Linked DNA regions of Mus musculus: all the other regions are linked to region 3. A link is a contact called in public Hi-C and HiChIP or PLAC-seq data. All regions are on one chromosome and are shown on one strand. The core of a region is the stretch at or near the end of the contact, and the rest is flanking DNA. Distances in the headings are between cores, read along the strand shown. Region 1 overlaps Ddah1 (dimethylarginine dimethylaminohydrolase 1). Region 2 holds the start of Col24a1 (collagen, type XXIV, alpha 1). Region 3 holds the start of Znhit6 (zinc finger, HIT type 6). Region 4 has its middle 80 kb from the start of Odf2l.

Region 1 (2,700 bases), core at 198-2,697, 310 kb before region 3:
GATTTTAAAACAGTAACTGTAGATAATAGACAAGCAACCCTTCTTTTTCATAGAAGAGACACAGGGGGTTGATTATTTTGGACTTGCAGTATGTCTGCCATGTTAGCTGAGGACCAGGCTCCCCTTTCCTGTCCAAAGGGTTCATTTGCATTGCCTGTGTGCTGTTATTGACTGGTGAGATGGTTTGCCATTCACTTATAGCTGCGTCCAGGACACACACACACACACACACACACACACACACACACACACACACACGATACAGTGAATTTGCTGTTTAGAGGCGGGTGAATGGTGCAGGGATCACAACTCTTCATGGTGTGTTCTTATATGTGTGCATTTCTGTGTGTGTGTGTGTCTGTGTATTCATATAGATGCGTGAGTGTGTATGTGTGTATGTATGTGTGTGCATTTGTGTGGCAATGGTGTGTGCATGTGTGTTACCAAAAGGATGAACTGACACTGGGCACCCTGGCAGGATAACACTTCAAAGGGCCCAGGCTCCCGGAGAACAAGCAGAGGTGACAGTAACCGACAGGCTTTCTCTTCCCTTCTTGGACACTCAGTCTTGGGGAAAGATGAACATGATCCTAAGCATCCCAAGAATGTGACTGCTGGGCTGACTTCCAGGATTTTCCTTTTCTTAAGAAGGATGGAGGAAGTGGCTTTGTTCCAGAGTTCTTGGTAAAATGTCTGTGTAGCAGTAAGGACTGAACTTCCTGCTTGTCATAGCACCCAGCACCAAAACGGAAGCAGAAAGCACCTAAACTCTCTCTGTGCGTCAGCAAATTCCTCCTGGAGCAGCTTCCTCTGTATCCCCAGAGGCCTCAGGTTCAACTGGGAAAAGTCCACCTAAGTGCCACGCTATCCAGCCTGTGGGGGGTGGGGGTGGGGAAGATTTCAGAGGCAGGCTACATTCCAAATGTTGTCTCTGACTTTTGTCAGTGGAATTATTATTCTACTTTGAGTAACCAAATCAGAATGGTGATAATTGGGTCTGGAAGCTATTGATGTCTGGACCAACTCAACAGGCTTCACAGAGTGCCTGTCCCCTTGGGGCCAGCCACAAGGACCAAGTCAGGTGGTATGCAAATAGACAGATGCAAGGATATTCTAAGTGTTGCCTGCTGGAGGTGACAATCTGTAATTCAAGCATGGTGCCAAGCATGGGGAGGGTGGAGTCTACCTCTCTTATCGCAGGCACCTTCTTAACCCAGAAGGCACACAGTCCTAGAGAGAAAGGGGCTCTGGGCATCTCTGGGGCCACAGCAGCATCCTTGGATCTCTCAAAGCTGCTTTCTTGGAGGGCCTGGCCTGGCTCCCCTGAGTGGAGTTGCCACAAAGCAATGGGAACCAGTGGGAACACGCTGGCTTTCAGCCTGACACTCTATGCACAGCCAGTCACATTAAGCAGGCATTTCCGGCTGTTTCCCACATTTCTGGGAATTTTCTCATTGAAAGGATTGGAAGGCAGCCCTATTCTTCTGCTTCTTACTCATGCCTTCTTTGTATTACAGCAATTACATTAAAAAAAAAATCCTGGGCCGAGTGGTTGGACAGAACAACTTAAGGCTTAATTGGTCAAATACTGAGGCAAAGAGATAAAGAAGGCATTTAAAGATGGTTAGGAAATATTCCAAGCACATTTTTGGCTTGCTCATAATTGATCTTTCCATGATAGATATGTATGTACCCATCTTAACACAGTAAAATGAAATCAATATTAAAAGCAAGTAATTATAGACTCCACCAAGAGATACAGGACCCAACGCACAATCACTTCTCATTGCTACTAGGTAGCTGAAATAACTCTTTATTGGTTTATCATGCATCAGGAGTTTTATTGAAAGCCTAGCAATATATGGCAGTCTCCAAATCCTGGCCATCCTTTTAGGGCTCAGCCAGTATAACTGGATAATATTATAAATTGCTAACATGGCTTCACATTTCATGGGCTCTCACAGCTGGGCTTGGAATGAACACATTCTGAGAGCCATGTCTCTAGTTAAATAAATGACTGTACTGAGGATTAGAACCCGAGCGAGCTCTCTACCATGAAGCTAGGTCTCCTGTCCGCGGCTGTGTGCCATGTTTGCTTGTTTTTGAGACAGGCTCTCATCTCATAACTTTTGCTGTTCTACTCGCGGTGACCTGTCTGCATCTGTAAAGTGCTGGCAATAAAGCTGTGTGACACCACACTTGGCTTGGATGTGTGTTATTTTATTTTGTTTTATTTTAATATTTTGAGTCAGGGTTTCTCTGTGTAGTCCTGGAAATTCACTCTGCAGACCAGCCTGGCCTCAAACTCAGGCATCAGCCTGCCTCTGCCTCCCAAGTGCTGGGATTAAGGACATGCACCACCACCTGACTTCAGATATGTAATACGTATATACACACATATATACACATATATGTATATGTATATATGTACATGTATATATGAGTACACTGTAGCTGTCTTCAGACACACCACCAGAAGAGGGCATCATATCCCATTACAGATTGTGAGCCACCATGTGGTTGCTGGGAGTTGAACTCAGGACCTCTGGAAGTGGTCAGTGTTCTTAACCACGGAGCCATCTCTCCAGCTCCCAGATGTGTATTTTTATAAATAATATTTTTTACTCATTCTTTGAGGATTTCCTAGTAGTATACAATGTGTTTTGGTTACATCCATCTCCACACCCCTCTTCCACCTTT
Region 2 (2,700 bases), core at 115-2,614, 280 kb after region 3:
ACCCTATCCTGGCTGTGAGCACTACTTCTCCACTGACAGAACGTATGTCAGGGCTAGCTACAACTCCAGATGCGAGAGTTATGTCTGTTGGTCTTCTAAAAAAACAGAGAAAGAATTAAAAGAGGTGACCCCCTCAGATCCTCCGGCTTTCTGGGCTCTGTAGATAGGCATCCTTTCTCACCACCTAAATTTAACCCCAATCCTGTGCTTGCGGAATCCACAGGATTGCTGGTGTCCTAGCAGTCATCCAGGCTGGGTGCCCCAGACAGCTGGAAGTAGGACTTCAGCCAAAACTGAAAGAGGAAAAGGGGAGGGGGTGAGAGGATAGTTGGAGTTAGAGCCCAGGCGGGTGTCAGAGCGGCTCTGCAACCGCCTGGGGCAGTGGCCGAGGGGATGTTGGGACACAGGCCAGCAAGCTTTTCCTCCTCAGCCACAGGATTGCTTTAGCATAAACTGAGACTCGCTGGCAGAAGCTTGCTTCCTTTCAAACACGGTATTTTACAAGTTGAGAAGTCAAGAGGAGGAGGATGCCACGGCAGCTCGCAGGCTCCCTACTCCAAAAGGTACCAAGGAGCACAGATCTCCAGCTCCACTGCGGATTCAGTGGGTGGTGAGAGGGGGTTTGGTCTAAAGCCCCTTCCTCCCCCCTCGGGCGGCGGGTGGGCTACTTACGTTTCTGTGGTGGGGGAGACCTTTCCATGCCTTGTCCTGTAGGCTCCTAAATGCATTTGTATGCATTTGTCCCTGCAGCAAAGCACTAACGGAAAACAGAAGCCAGCTCCGAACTGCTAAAGGTGCAGGTACTGTCCATGAAAAGGGGGAAAATCACATGAGAACCATGCTCCTACCCGCAGAACGGAGTGTAGGGTGGGGTAAGGGATGAAGCAGTATGGGGGTAGGAAGCAGCACCCAGGGAGAAAGATAGCTAGGATGCTCCCTGCCTGACTGCAGCCGGGGTCGCTCTCCCCTGGGGGGACCAGAGGTGAGAGAGACTTCACCCTGAGGCAGTTGGGAGCAGCGGCAACAGCCAGAGCTAGGTTTCCAGAGCAGCCCTGGAGTTCACTTGCGGTTCAAAGGAGACTCCGTGACTCCAGAAGAGCTCTCTGCTTTGGGCCTGGGAGGAGAAAGGCGGGGTGGGAGGTGGGGGTGGGAAGAAGGAGATGAAAGTAGGGGAGGAAGTCCTTGGGAGCAGCCTGCGCCCAAACATTTGTCAAACAAGCACACACACCCACTTGGGAAATCAAGTTGGTGCCGAGGGGGCCGGTGGCAACTGCAGGCGCTTGACTGCCGGCTGCTTCGCCTGGAAGAAGAGGAGCCTAGTAAATCCGGCTGGTGTTAAATTTCACCGCGCACTGACTTGCAATGACGTCACTAAACACGGAGCACACCTCCCCCTCTGCCCCGCAACCTTCTTCCACCCCAGAGCTGCCCCCAGCTGCCCTGGTCCACCAACCTAGCAGGGTCAGGCTGGGCTAGCTGCACCCTGAGCTCTCAAGTGACCTTTTGCCACCCCTTGAGATGTACCCACTTCCTAGCTGTAGGTGATTTGGGGTCACTCCTTCCTCTCTCTCCCTGTACCAGTGGGTTCTCATTTCATGTGTGTCTCTTGCATGCCTCTCCATCCATCAGGCTTTTTCTTTACTATCTTTCTTCACACCTGGGATCCTCCTGAGCTCAGCTAATTTTTTATTCCTTTCCCTGCTTGGGGGGGGGGGGGTCCCAGTGGTCTTAGTAATGAAGCAGACCGGCTTCCGTTGTTGTTGCCTGTCTCTTTCTCCATTAACTGCCCTTCCCATATACTATCTCTAGTGACTTTCCTGTAATTCACCTTTCCACTTAGTCCCTGGGCCTGACTCTGTTACAAGTCTAGATTCGTACTGTGCACTCATGCAAGGACCTGCTATCACACAGCCTTACAACTTACACCTCTGATTGCTGTGACAGGCTTTCAGTCTGAGTTCCTATTTTCAGTCTTTTAATACTGGAAAGTCGAGCTTATGAATTTGCTCATAATAAAAACACTAAATATTCTCATCTAATTTTTCTGACTGATGTTTGTAAATTTAGTGAGACCCACATCTATCTATTCTTTGGCTGTCTGTTATGCTTTTAGCACCTACAACCACGTGACGTGTCTACTGAGGGAGGACCGTGTGTGACAATACCCTTTCTCTACAGTTTCTACTCTCTGCATCCTCAGCTAATGGTCTTTCCATTTGCTGAGCAGGAGCCCGCCTTGGGGCAACAGTGAAGGTTAAAGTCCAACAATGCAAAAATCTGATATTACTCTCATACCATATTTTTTCTCTAGGACTGGACTTTGATCTGCCTTCCTCTTTAATTGCTAACTGTTGATTTTGCAATGATGCTTCATTGATAGAAAAGTAACAAAATATTGGCATTCTTATAGATCCTTTCTCTGTCATGCCTCAAGTTCCCTGTAGAAACTTCTCTGCAGAGTAGGTGTGTACACCCATCAATGCATTGACAGTGGATTCTGTTTCCAAGGAACAGACTATGAAAATGTAGATCAAAGTCGAACTTATAAACCTATGTGCAGAACCACAGGAGACAGAACTCAAAGCACAGTGTAACAACTGAAATGTAAGAGCATCATACAGTATCAGCACTGTCCTAGGTAGATGTACACTTCATTTATCCTCTAAATAAATCCTTTATAATAGCCATTGACTTTTATCT
Region 3 (2,700 bases), core at 157-2,656:
GCAGCAATGTGTGCCCTTTCCCCAGTTCCACAGCGAATTCAGAATGAACACCCAAATAATGGTATGATTCATCTGTCCTCGGTCTTCTAGGGTCTGGTGATACTGAGAACCAAAGTGTACCTGGTACCAGTCAGTTCTATCAGCTCAAGGAGTTTGAGACTGAATCTGACCACAATCTGATCTTCTGTACTGTCACATGAGCACATTAAAGAGACTACATCCAAGAAACGAACATTCATAGGAGCCCGGAATAAATTCAAGAGTAAGTTGACATGTGTCTATTAGTCTACCCACTTGCTGGTTTTTGGTTTATATTGGATGGCGCCTCTAATCCTATTCTCTCTAAAAGAAAGACTGCGAAAGCGTTTCTTATTTAACAAGCTCTGGCTCCACAAAGGCCTTCTGATGCCCAGAATTTTCACTCCCTAACCTGGCCATACCCTTCTGGACACAGTCACATCACACTGTGTCCTCGAAAGCGTCACGCCCAACCTGAACTTCACCACTCAGACTTCAGGGACCCACGTCACGCCTGGTTTAACTTACCTCACTTTCTGCTGTTAAGGACTCGTCCACCCAGTAGTCTATTTCCCATCTGGGTTTTCTCCCCGCCCTACCTTGACAGAGCCAATTTCCTCTTGCTGCCCACTCGGGGGTTCATCTGGGGCTCTTCCTTCACCTTCGCGTCTTCCATCGCTTCGCTCTTGAGGGAACCCTCTTCTTTTATAGGCGCTGCATCCATCACTTGCTCTTCCTTTACGTTCTGACCAACAAACAACTCCTGTTTTATGGTCAAGTCCTCCTCCTTCACTTCTTCCCAGTCCGTCACCTCCTCCTTCACCTTCACCTTCTCTTCCTTCACTTCTGGCTCATCCACCTCCTCTTCTTTCACCACCAGGCTACTATCCGCCTCCTGCTTCACTTCCAACACGCCTTTCTCATCCTTCACCTCGGGCCCGCCCTCCACCTCCTGCTTCACCCACTGGCTGTCCGCAACACCACTGTCTAAATCCGACCAGTCTACTACTTCCTGCTTCACCACAGCTAAGTCCATCTTTATCTCCTCCGCATCCTCCGTGGTCTTAGTTCCTGCCAGTCCGTTCCTCTCCTCTCCATCGCCAGCTTCTGGGCTCCCGTCTAAGTCCCTGGCTCCCTCCCCACCAGCCGCAGGCCTCGGCCGCGCCCCCTCCGCTACCCTCTGGGAACCTCCTCCCGGAGTCCCTTCCTTCTCAGCTGCAGATTCCATGAGCTCACGAGCCTAGGCCGAAGCTGCCACTCCGTTCTTCACGGTGGCACCACCAAGCCAATAAGAGAGATTACCAAACGAACCGCCGACAGCGCCACACGTGCAGCAAAGCAGCCGCGGCAAGCTCTGCACGCCTGCGGGAAGCCGAGCTAGCCGTAAAGCAGCTGTTCCGGCCACGACTCTTCACGACGTGTAGCGTTCTTTACGGCACGGCGGCTTTCCGGCCCCACTCCTTAAAGCCAGGTGAGACCACGCCCACCAGGACTCCCACCCAGGGGCGGGGATCTTGCCACATCCTTTCTCAGGCGCTGAAACTGCTGTCTTGGGAACTGGAATTATTGTCTCAAATAAGTGACCCACTTTAATCAGTATTAAGGATTAATTCTAATAATGCATGGCAATAGATACAGACTCCCATGTTCCTCCAAAGTTTAGACTGTATAAAGCGGTGGTTCGTAACCTTACCAGTGGTGTGGATCTTTATGTTCCTCATGTTGTGGTGACCTCCAACCATAAAGTTATTTTTGTGTCTACTTCATAACTATAATTTTGCTACTGTTATGAATCGTACTATAAATACTCCTGGGGGGTGGGTGGAGAGGGGGAGCAGAGGTTTAGCAAAGAGGTCGCGACCCACAGGTTGAGAACCGTTGGTCTAAGGTTTCTTCACTGTATACTAGGGACCAGGACATCCAAAAACGCCTTTAATCCTAGCATTTAGAAGCCAGAGGCAGGAGGATCTCTGTAACCTTCAAGGCTAGCCTGGTCTACATAGTAAGTTCCTAGGGTCAGGGCTGTTTCAAAAACAAAACAAATAGGAGAAGGAAAAAGAGGAAGGGGAGGAGAGACACTCTCATCTGCTCCCACAAAGATTACATGAAACTATGCATGGGAACCAACTACAAAAAGATCTACAGCCGGCAACTGAAACGCTGGCTGTCACAGGGTAATTGTAGCCCCTAATATCCGTATAGTGAAGCACTATACCCCAATACCTCAGAATTTTGACTATATTCGAAGACAAGGCTTTTAAGGGCATAACACTTAAAATAAGGCCTTTGGCTGGGCCCTAGCCCAATCTGACTGGTGGTTTTTTGTTTTTGTTTTTTTGTTTTTTGTTTTTTTTTTTTTTTTGTTTTTTTTTTTTTTGTTTTTCGAGACAGGGTTTCTCTGTATAGCCCTGGCTATCCTGGAACTCACTTTGTAGACCAGACTGGCCTCGAACTCAGAAATCCACCTGCCTCTGCCTCCCGAGTGCTGGGATTAAAGGCACGCGCCACCACGCCCAGCTCTGACTGGTGTGTTTAATAAGAGGGAATTTGCATATAAGTGGGATGGATGCACGTAGAGAAGGGTACTGAAATGTGAGAAGTCATCGGTTTGCCAACCAGGGAAGCCTAAAAAGGCAGAATCTCTGACCTTTGACTTTTTCTATAGCTTCTTGAAATTTGAGA
Region 4 (2,700 bases), core at 156-2,655, 380 kb after region 3:
CTTCCACCAGGTCTCAGTTTTCAACCTCCAAATGAAAGTGTATCCCCAACACTGAGGGTAGCTATGAGTGTAAGCAAATCAAAATTCTGTTTATACTTTGAAATCACACGTTATATAGTGTGATTTATATGCAGAGGTTGTTTAATTTGGAAAGAAAAAGAGAAGCTAATGATTTTTGTTTAAGTCACTCAGTTAAGGGAATTCCATGTAACTCGGTATTCCCGCATGCTTTTAATTTGGCCTAGTGCTATTTGCCTTAGTTTGTGTTTGCTCCTTCAGGGTGAGTCCTTAAAAGTGATGTTTTTTTTTTTAAATTTAAAATGGTAACTTTTATTTAAAATCCTAATGATTGCCCTAAAACAAAGCAAAAGCAAAACAAAAGAAGCAAGCAACAGTTTAGCTCAGCGACAGTGAATTTAATATCCAAAACATAGTGTCTACGAGAAAGTCCATTTTACTGAAGAGCTTGCCCTTTTTTATTTCGTGTGTACAGATTCAGAGTCCTACCCAAATGTTAGTTTGTTATTTTATTATTAACTATCTTAAATAATGCTGCTTGGCAAAATAACTCCTGGAAAATGGCTTTTAAGAACTGTAGTGAGGAGAAAATGATTCTATTTTACATTAGAACATAAGTGATTGAAAGAGCATTGTGCAAACTATGAACTAATATGTAAGAAGAGCTAAGAAAAAGCGGTTGGCATTCTCCCTCTTTGACTGCTCTGAAGTCTGAAGGAATTATGGGATGTTCTTAGGTCAGGGACCAGTGAAAGTGAATCCAGTTCAAAGGAGAGCAGAAAACTGCACAAGGGGCCATTTTATGAAATACAGTGTTTGCAGTAGTGTCCTTATTAAAACAGCAGATGTCTTATGGTCATTATGGTGATGGTATCATACCAAAACAATTCTATGATAAGCTAGTTGGTTACCAAGACATCTGAAGACTCTCTTTGTCTATAAACAGACTTCCTGCTACTGATCAATCAAATGTCCCTGCGGGGTGAGGAGAAAACATGGACTTCACATTCTCCGGATACTGTCAGATGTTCAGTATAACGAAGTTCTTAAGCAAAAATATATCACCACTTTCAAGATAGAAACCAAAGTTCCAGAGACGTTAACTTGACTAAAGATTGTAGTTAGTTGAATTAATAAAAGGATCAAAGTATTGTATCATATAAATAAGCTACCCTATAAGAAACAGACCTGAAATGTGAATTTTTAATACATGTGAAGATGTTGACCTTGCCAGAAATCCCCAGGCCCTGACTTCTTCCACAAGAGGGTCTGCAGAGCACACGGATAATTCCATAGAATGAGTCTACGATTCTGCATTCTCCAGAGGATAAATAGTCAGTCATTCTGTATGACTCAGAAAAATGCAAATGGACCAGCTTCTGCAAAAGCCTGCCCTTGATGCAAGCCTGGGACAGACCACAGCCAGCATGGCTGACCACAAATATTAGACAGTGCATGCCAGTGGCTTCTTCTGAAAAGATACAGCTTTTCCTAGCTGCTCAGTGTTTCCAATAAGGAACACCCTTAAAGGGAACAATATATAAACACAAAAATAATTTTTCATTTAGCATAAACCAAAATATATGCAAAAATAATATTAATAATATTACTATTAGACTATATAAGAATTTAAGGGAAAGGGGCTTATGGAATGATAGAATATATAGTTCACAAAGATTTCTTGTGCCATGTAATATTAGTACCAAATTAACTATTAGAAGACAAGGATATTTAAATATTAAAATAAATGCATTTATATAAAACTTATATAATTTATGTAAATTATATAATTATATTTATGTAGAAATGAATATATTATAAATATGCATCTTACAGAAACAGAACATATTATTCTTTTGAGTATATTTGATTATATAGTTGGCTACCAAAAAGGGCCCCAAACAAAAAACATTAATATAGAGAGCAGAAAATTTCCAGGCATTACTTTATTATTGTAAGCTTTTATTAAATGTGTTATTAAAATAACACTTTCATTAAAAATGATTGAAATTATTTAACTTTAAATATCTTAAAAAGAATGCTCAAATAACTCAGAAGAAAGTAGAAGCCAGACATGAAAAAAAGATGTTTACAAAGGATCAATACTCCTTACAGCTACATTTATAACACATCAAAAGTGGGAGCATCCCAGATCTTTAACAGGTAACTAGAATAACCACAGTGTGTCCGGACCAACACCGGGAAACTACTTGGCAATACAGTAGAGTGAAGCACTGAGCTATGTCACAATATGGATAATCTCAAGAGTGTATTGTGTCCAAGAAGCCCGGCATAATGAATATGTACTATTGATCCCATGCATGCAAAATTCAAGAACAGACAACTCTGGGATGCCAGGAAGCAGGCCACTCGATCCCTAACAGGGCACAGGACGAAACTATTCAGGGTGATGGCTGTGTATTTGATTGAGGTGAGAAGCATGGTATAAGTAAATACCATGCGTATAAGGCTAATTAGTATATGTATAATTATCATAGACATGTATAATTAGTGATTTTTACAGGTGGCAAACATACTGTTTGAGCATACAGCAGCTGAATGTGGTGCTTTGAATAGGGATGGCCACCACAGATATAGATTTCAATAAGGTCATTAGTGAGAGGCACTATTTGACAGGGATTACAATGTGTAGCTTTGCTGGAGTAAGTAGGTGTGGCCTTG

What was found. HiChIP or PLAC-seq counts read pairs in DNA pulled down with a chosen protein or histone mark. A called contact is a pair of places that touch in the nucleus more often than the background predicts.
Region 1: a CTCF HiChIP or PLAC-seq map of the NIH/3T3 cell line shows a contact between it and region 3, with 8 read pairs. The contact joins the enhancer-like site here to the promoter of Znhit6 in region 3. A contact is called at or near these places in 2 of 39 promoter capture datasets (the SN4741 cell line and embryonic stem cells), 1 of 15 datasets of contacts at CTCF or cohesin (the NIH/3T3 cell line), 2 of 484 Hi-C or Micro-C datasets (embryonic fibroblasts and embryonic stem cells), 12 of 115 datasets of contacts at active chromatin or transcription factors (the NIH/3T3 cell line, astrocytes, cardiomyocytes and 8 more) and 3 of 9 other capture datasets (adipose tissue, embryonic stem cells and pancreatic islet).
Region 2: a Hi-C map of the N1E-115 cell line shows a contact between it and region 3, with 11 times the contacts expected there. The contact joins the promoter of Col24a1 here to the promoter of Znhit6 in region 3. A contact is called at or near these places in 4 of 39 promoter capture datasets (the 3T3-L1 cell line, hippocampal neurons and maxillary cranial neural crest), 1 of 15 datasets of contacts at CTCF or cohesin (the NIH/3T3 cell line), 5 of 484 Hi-C or Micro-C datasets (the N1E-115 cell line, cortical neurons, embryonic fibroblasts and 1 more) and 1 of 9 other capture datasets (adipose tissue).
Region 4: a Hi-C map of adipose-derived mesenchymal stem cells shows a contact between it and region 3, with 2.2 times the contacts expected there. The contact joins the enhancer-like site here to the promoter of Znhit6 in region 3. A contact is called at or near these places in 2 of 39 promoter capture datasets (both in the 3T3-L1 cell line), 1 of 484 Hi-C or Micro-C datasets (adipose-derived mesenchymal stem cells) and 1 of 115 datasets of contacts at active chromatin or transcription factors (pancreatic cancer cells).

Annotation. Positions count from the first base shown.
Region 1 is chr3:145,884,253-145,886,952 of GRCm38.p6, reverse strand. The region is part of intron 4 of Ddah1 (dimethylarginine dimethylaminohydrolase 1); the gene reads right to left. All of the region lies in intron 1 of Gm35187 (a long non-coding RNA gene), which reads left to right. Among named protein-coding and RNA genes, the nearest start is that of Gm35187, 5.1 kb to the left of the region's middle. Within about 2 kb of position 1,447, at least 91 of the 459 cell types and tissues checked have an H3K27ac peak or open chromatin away from gene starts, as enhancers often do. A contact at or near this core is called in the NIH/3T3 cell line, adipose tissue, astrocytes and 4 more, where this site is marked.
Region 2 is chr3:145,291,136-145,293,835 of GRCm38.p6, reverse strand. Col24a1 (collagen, type XXIV, alpha 1) reads right to left here and starts at 1,364. Exons shown (of 60, transcript NM_027770.3): 1 at 673-1,364. The coding sequence starts at 728.
Region 3 is chr3:145,574,914-145,577,613 of GRCm38.p6, reverse strand. It overlaps Znhit6 (zinc finger, HIT type 6), which reads right to left and starts at 1,406. Exons shown (of 10, transcript NM_001081094.1): 1 at 618-1,406. The coding sequence starts at 1,246.
Region 4 is chr3:145,196,961-145,199,660 of GRCm38.p6, reverse strand. No RefSeq gene overlaps it. Among named protein-coding and RNA genes, the nearest start is that of Odf2l, 80 kb to the right of the region's middle. Within about 2 kb of position 1,405, at least 19 of the 459 cell types and tissues checked have an H3K27ac peak or open chromatin away from gene starts, as enhancers often do. A contact at or near this core is called in adipose-derived mesenchymal stem cells and pancreatic cancer cells, where this site is marked.